Linked DNA regions of Capra hircus: region 2 is linked to region 1. Evidence: chromatin contacts called from public Hi-C data. All regions are on one chromosome and are shown on one strand. The core of a region is the stretch at or near the end of the contact, and the rest is flanking DNA. Distances in the headings are between cores, read along the strand shown. Region 1 overlaps TET3 (methylcytosine dioxygenase TET3). Region 2 holds the start of STAMBP (STAM-binding protein).

Region 1 (3,425 bases), core at 810-3,309:
GTTGGGCCCCATCCTGGATCAGGTGTGCCAGATGAACATTTTTAAAATTAAAACCTCCATCATCTGCCTGTGAATTCATGAGCAGCAAACTAGGCCTGCTGGTAGCAGACAGAAATGCTTCCATAACAATGGGCACACTCACTGATGATAAAGATTAAACGTAAGGAGATTATGCCCAAATCTATCTGATATCTTTGTAGAACTTAATATAGAGGTAAAATACGGCCAATCAGTTGAGCACAAAATATGTGGAGCACCACCATAAAATCAGCAGCAGTCTAGATGCTTTAGAAATACAACATTCAGTTCCGGTTCTTAAGGAACCTGCGATTTAACTGAAAAGACGAGCACGCCTATTTAACAACAAATCATGTAAGACAAAGAAGAACCTGGCATGAAATCTTGACCCATCTTCAGCAGTGATGCTGTTAGCTCTCCAGAACTATCTGTTTGTTCTAACCTAATCTCTCCTCAATTATACTTCCCACATCACTTCCACACTTCCCTCAGGGCCTCCTGTGTGAGAGTCTCTGCCATAAAAGTTAGTATCCTCTGTTCTTGATCTACATAGTCAGCCTGGTGAAATGTCTATAATTGCGACTCCAACTACCATCACTGGAAGCTGAAGAACTTCCAATTCACAGATCCAACTAAGTGCACCCCTGCTGGTCCTACAGACATCTCAAAGGCAGATGCCCCAGCTTGCTTCCCTGCCCGTATGTCAGATCCTGGTGAACGGCACCACCATCACCCAGTCACCCACCTGGAACCTCAGGAGTCATCTGTGACTGCTTCTTTACTTCTGCATTCAACAGGTCACTGAATCAGTTAATTCTCCTTATTCTTTCTTTTATCCACCCCTCCTCTTCCTCCTTCCTACTCCATGTCATTCTTACTTTGAAAATGAAAGTCAAGTCGCAAATCCGACTCTTTGTGACCCCATGGACTGCAGCCTACAACGCTTCTCCGTCCATGGGATTTTCCAGGCAAGAATACTGGAGTGGAGTGCCATTTCCTTCTCCAGAGGATCTTCCCAACCCAGGGATCGAACCTGGGTCTCCCGCATTGTAGGCAGATGCTTTACTATCTGAGCCATCAGGGAAGTCCCATTCTTACTTTAGGCACACATTATTTCTTGCCTGGGCTTGCAAACTGGTTTCTCTGCCTTTGGTATCATCCCCTCTTCCCCTGAAACTCTCCTCTCCAGCCACTCCCAATCTTTCACCTAACACACCAGTCATACCAGAACTTCTTGTATTTCTCCATGCTTTCTCATCTCCACATCTTCATGTGGTTTTTCATCTCTATAATCTTTATGTCCCTCTGCCCAGAACACTCTACCTTCTCCCTATTAATCTACTAAACTTCTACATATCCTTTAAAAGGTAAGACAAAACTTCATCCAGAAGGTCTTTCTGAGTCCCTCCGACCCACTATACAGTCAGATTCCCCACCATATACTGGTATACAAATATTCTATTGCCAAAAAAAAAAACCAAAACAGTAAAAGACCCCATGGACTGTAGCCTGCCAGGCTCTTCTGTCCATGGAATTCTCCAAGCAAGAATACTGGAAGGGGTTGCCATTTCCTTCTCCAGGGGGTCTTCCTTACCCAGCGATTGAACCCCGGTTTCCCACACTGCAGGCACATTCTTTACTATCTGAACCACCAGGAAGACTTTTAAAAGAGATGAAGTTCTTTTTCATATCAAACTTCATACAAAGAAGGGAACTATATTCTTATAAAAACCGTAGGTAATGGGGACTTCCCTAGTAGTCCAGTGGTTGGGAATCTGCCTTGCAATGCAGGAGACACGAGTTCACCCCCTGGTCGGGGATCCAAGATGCCACACGCTGCAGAGCAACTAAGACCTCACACTGCACTGCCGAGCGCGTGCGCCACAGCTCTAGCGTCTGTGTGCCGCAAGGAAAGCTCCCACACGAAGCGATCCAAGATGCCACACGCTGCAGAGCAACTAAGACCTCACACTGCACTGCCGAGCGCGTGCGCCACAGCTCTAGCGTCTGTGTGCCGCAAGGAAAGCTCCCACACGGAGCGACGAAGATTCCCCCATGCCGCAGCTGAGACCTGACGCAGCAAAAAACTTACAGGAAATAGACTTCACTGTAGACAGAGATACGTCTCCCATTCAAAACTGCGGCTCACACTGAAGTCACCCCGTGGATACTGCGATCAGCCACATCTGCTGGACAACATTCACCCCTCATCCAAACTTTCACCACGTTCCAGGCAAAGCAGCAGCTTTCCTTTTTATAATTCTATTTATTTATTTGTGGCTGCCTTGCAGGCTTTTCTCCAGTGGCTGAAAGCAGGGGCTGCTCTGCAGCGGCGGCGTGCGCACGTGTCACTGAGGTGGTTTCTCTGGCTGCAGGGCACGGGTGCTAGGGTTCCCAGGCTCCTGAGCTGGGGCACACGGGCTTAGCTGCTCTGGGGCACGTGCGATCTCCCTGGCCTACCTCCTGCATCACCACTGAGCCACCAGGGAAGCCAAGGAGATGTTCTTCTTGTATTGATCTTTGGCCATTACTTTAGGGCAAGATGATCAACTGAACAGAACACAGCATTCCTAGGAAAACAGCCTCTAAAATCTGTCTTAACTTCTGCTTTCACTGTCATTATATGTCTCCAGCGACCTGTGGACTGCTCCTCACAGATAGCAGGGCACGATGTGAAAGCTGATACAGACCTGTCTCCTCACCTATAAAACGAGGGGCAGATAACCTCCAAGAATGCTTTCCCCACAAAAACATCGTCTGGACGCATTCCCTGTCCTGTGAATGTCCCCATTTCTGAGAAGAGATAAAATACATAAAGGGCCTAGCCAACAGTCACAGCAGTGAGCCATCCTGCCTCTGACAGGAGTGTCACAGGAAGGTTAAGCTGTGGTTAGAAGAGTCTCCAGTGTGTGCTTCCAAATACTACAAATGCAGCCATACTCTCTTCTCCCAATATTTCAATACAGAACTTCAATTTGGGCCATGTTTTCCCAAGTCTGTACATATCATAGTACCTTTTGGAGTAAAGCATCTCCTTTCAGGTCTTTTAAATTTATTTTTTTGAAGCCCCAAAAGGGTACCTTTAATTGCAGTATTTCAAGATTCAGAGAACAAGTAGAGATGAATCCCAGCCATGCCTTCAAAAAACCTGTAATCTCCATACAAGTGCAAAACGATGCTCTTGGTGTTTGGCTTACTGGTTACCTAGTGGTGCCCATATTGGCCAAAGTTGCTTATTTAGCAAAAATCACCACGGAGCTTGAACATTAGGTTTCTTTTGCTATGCTCTAAGACCTTTTCATGTTTTTATAAAGTTGTTCCCATATGTAAATCATCTGTTATGAGAGTTTAATGGCATCCCCCAATTTCACTGGCACTTCTACAGAAAATGCTTCCTGCCATCTGCA
Region 2 (3,334 bases), core at 465-2,964, 200 kb after region 1:
GCTAATCATTCCGTCACTAGGTGGCCCTGACCTCGGCACCATAAAAAGAGGGACAGTATCTTGTATTTTTTCCATTATCTCTCCTCCCAGCTACCCACTTCCACCCACCCCAGTACCTGACAGAGAATACTCAGTGACATTTCCTGATGATTGTTAACTGACTTTAAGTTGATCATTTAACCTGAGAGTAACGGACTCCGTCTACAACTTTTCGCACTTTAGCACAAGGTTAGTGAGGGGAAATGGTGTGGGGATGAATATTTATAATCCTGACTCTGCTCATAAAATCACTAGTCCAGTCAACGTACAACATCATCATTTCAGGGTAAGGAATTCAGATCTAGAAAACAGTTTATTCAAATCTATCTTCGAAGACTAAGTACTCCTTGAATAACAAAAGGACATAAAGGTAACTTGAAAGGCAAAACCCAAACCAAAAATAACAACAAAAACAACCTGGGAGTCTCCCCTCCCCGGGTCTCAGATCGCAGTCATTCTACAGTCTTTCCTGATACTGCTGCTGTTAGAATCAGACTCTTTCTTCCAATCAGGCATCACTCTACATCACTTCCAGGAAGATTCTGGGTATTTGACGCATACTGAATTACAGCACACCCCCTGTATTACAGCACACTCCAGTATTCTTGCCTGGAGAATCCCATGAACAAACGAGCCTGGTGGGCTATAGTTTACAGGGTCACAAAGTCGGACATGTCTGAAGCGACACAGCACAACCAGCATGCTGTAGAACATACAGGCTACAGCAGATTTTGGAATTCAAGGCCCTGTGTCAACTGGCCCCATTCGGTCCTTTTAAACCTTACTTATTGCCAGCAGAGACCTTTTGCTTCAGTCAGGATTCTTGTCTGCCCAGAAATCCTCATATGTGTTTCATTTGTCTACCCACTGTTGTTTTCCATTCCAAGCACTCCCTCAAAGATGATTTTCTCCAGGTCAATTCTATCTTTAGGTCACACTTCCTCCACCAAGCTTTTTCTCAAACATCCTAAGGGTACAAAAGTTGTGGGGACTACCAGGGATGTAGAGGCAGTCCACCTCCTGTGGGAGTCTTTTCAGGGGCTCAAGAAGCCACTAGCAAATCTAAAAGCTCCCCGAGTTGCCTAATTAGTAAACTCGGTGCAGAGCCCATCAAAGCTAACTGAGGCAGGAGAGGCTTGTTGCTCTTTATCACCTCTCGGGAGAGGATCTTTTGGTCGAGAATGGAACCTCTTCCCAAGGCCAGCAAGTGCTGCCCCACACGACAAGGCTGACCAACACTCCAAAGAGGAGACGCAGCGTCCGCAAATAAGGGGGAAAGTGGTGGAAAAAACCGAAACGGGGGAAGATGACCGGGAGGCGAAAGGAAGTACCAGGAATGAGCGAAGGGGGCGTTTACAGCGGAGAAGGATCCACTGACAACTACTCGAGGCCTTCTCGAAGGCACTCAAGCCAAGTTGTCAACATCGGGCAAAATTATTCAAGGCTTTCGCGTCTATCGCGAGCGGTAGGAGGGGACCGGAGCCGTCAGGGGCCTCGCGCGCGACAGGCCGGGCAGGGGGCGCAGGGAGGAGAAGGCTGCAGGCCCCACACTCACGGTGGCCGCTCCCCGTCAGACTCCGATCACGCTCAGCGCCCGGGCCCCACCACACAGCTGGGACCCTTCCCCACCTGTCCCCCGCGGACGACTCTCGGCGCTTCCGAAAACGTCACGTCCGGCATCCGCCCCGCCCCGCCCCGCCCCGCCCCCTCCCTCTGGTCTGTGAATTAAATTCTCAAAAACTTAGGACCCGAGCGGCGACTGGTGGGCGGAGCTAGAGCTGCCACCTGCAGGAGAAGAAAACACCAATGAGGAGAGAGCGGGGCCATTCTGGTAAAGGAAAATCAACCAGCAAAGCAGAGAAAACGAGTAAAGGACCCAATGACCAAGCTAACTTTTATTTTAGGTTAGTACAGACACAGTGAAAGGCTACACACGTTGTAATACAACATCCCTTGGAAAAACTTAAGAAGTATGAAATCAGATAAAATCTGTTGCATAAATCATACACGTATTGAAATTAGACAGGTAACCTTCAGGCTTACCGCATGCCTTTATGTCCTCCACGTTTGTGCAGATGAGTTATATGTTTGTGTGTGCGTACTAAGGCGTTTCAGTCCTGTCCAACTCTGTGCGACCCTATGGACTGGAGCCTGCCAGGCTCCTGTGTCCTTGGGATTCCCCAGGCAAGAATACTGGAGTGGGTTGCCATGCGCTCCTCCAGGGGATCTTCCTGACTTAGGGATCAAACCTGCATCTCTTATGTCTCTTGCATTGGCAGGCAGGTTCTTTACTACTAGCGCCACCTGGGAAGCACGTGTTACATATTTATGTCAGTCCTAAAAACTAGGGTATCCCAGTTTTCTGCAGAAAATTCTATGAGCTTTATCAAGATTGATTGCATGTTGAAACCTACCCCACCAGATTATTAATACCCTGTTTATATTATGAAGTCACTGAAAAACCAGATGAGCTATGTCTTGAATTTTTTATGCTAAATACACATCCTTGGGTCTTCTCTATGTGGAAATTTGCTTTCCCTGAATTTCCACTCACTTATTTTTTTTAGAAATTACACACATCTTAGCTCATTTCACCTCGATTTTGTTTATTGCCACATTCAGAAAGGTCATGTCGAGTTCTGTCTTAAACCTTTGTGGCCAGAAAGATAGGCCACGTTGGACTCATTGGCTGTTAGGGTCCATCCTGGTCAGTGACAAGATTTTCAGAGGAAGAGTATTTGGGGAACTGAGCAGTCATTCTAGTGGTTTCCACTAGTAGGATCTAAAAGTACACTTCATTTTGCAAACTTTAGCACACCACTTAAGCCCCTCGAGTTCTTTTTTGCATACTGGTTAAGCCATTAAAATTTGGGGGCATTAACTTTTTTTTTCCCTAGCTGTGCAGCACAGACTGTGGGATACTGGTTGAACACATGCTCCGTGCTTGGAAGCATGGAGTCTTAACCACTGGTCCACCAGAGAAGTCCCTAATTTTTTTTTTTTTAGCATATATTACAATAAAATTTTATCTGTAAATTTGAAAAGCACTTATTTTGTAACCATTTCCTTTTCAGACTATAGGACTTTCAAAGCTTTGTTAAGAAAAGACTTCTTCAGCATTTCACTAGAAATCTCTAGGTTTTCATAGGTTACCTGACTCTGTTGTGATCATAAAATTTGTGGTTACCATTGCAAAAAACAGGTGTACATTTGTTTTAGATTAGCAATATTAGATCTTGGCTGTTGGAGTTTTAATGTTTAAAGCTGTTTCAATATCCAGTCTGAATTTTGTTAA

What was found. Hi-C and Micro-C count contacts between places; a contact is called where the count stands out from the background.
Region 2: a Hi-C map of blood shows a contact between it and region 1, with 5 times the contacts expected there. The contact joins the promoter of STAMBP here to the enhancer-like site in region 1. A contact is called at or near these places in 2 of 5 Hi-C or Micro-C datasets (blood and liver).

The regions. Positions count from the first base shown.
Region 1 is chr11:10,475,107-10,478,531 of ARS1.2, forward strand. The region is part of intron 4 of TET3 (methylcytosine dioxygenase TET3); the gene reads right to left. Among named protein-coding and RNA genes, the nearest start is that of TET3, 59 kb to the right of the region's middle. Within about 2 kb of position 2,060, at least 2 of the 5 cell types and tissues checked have an H3K27ac peak or open chromatin away from gene starts, as enhancers often do.
Region 2 is chr11:10,678,705-10,682,038 of ARS1.2, forward strand. STAMBP (STAM-binding protein) reads right to left here and starts at 1,715. Exons shown (of 10, transcript XM_018055028.1): 1 at 1,669-1,715.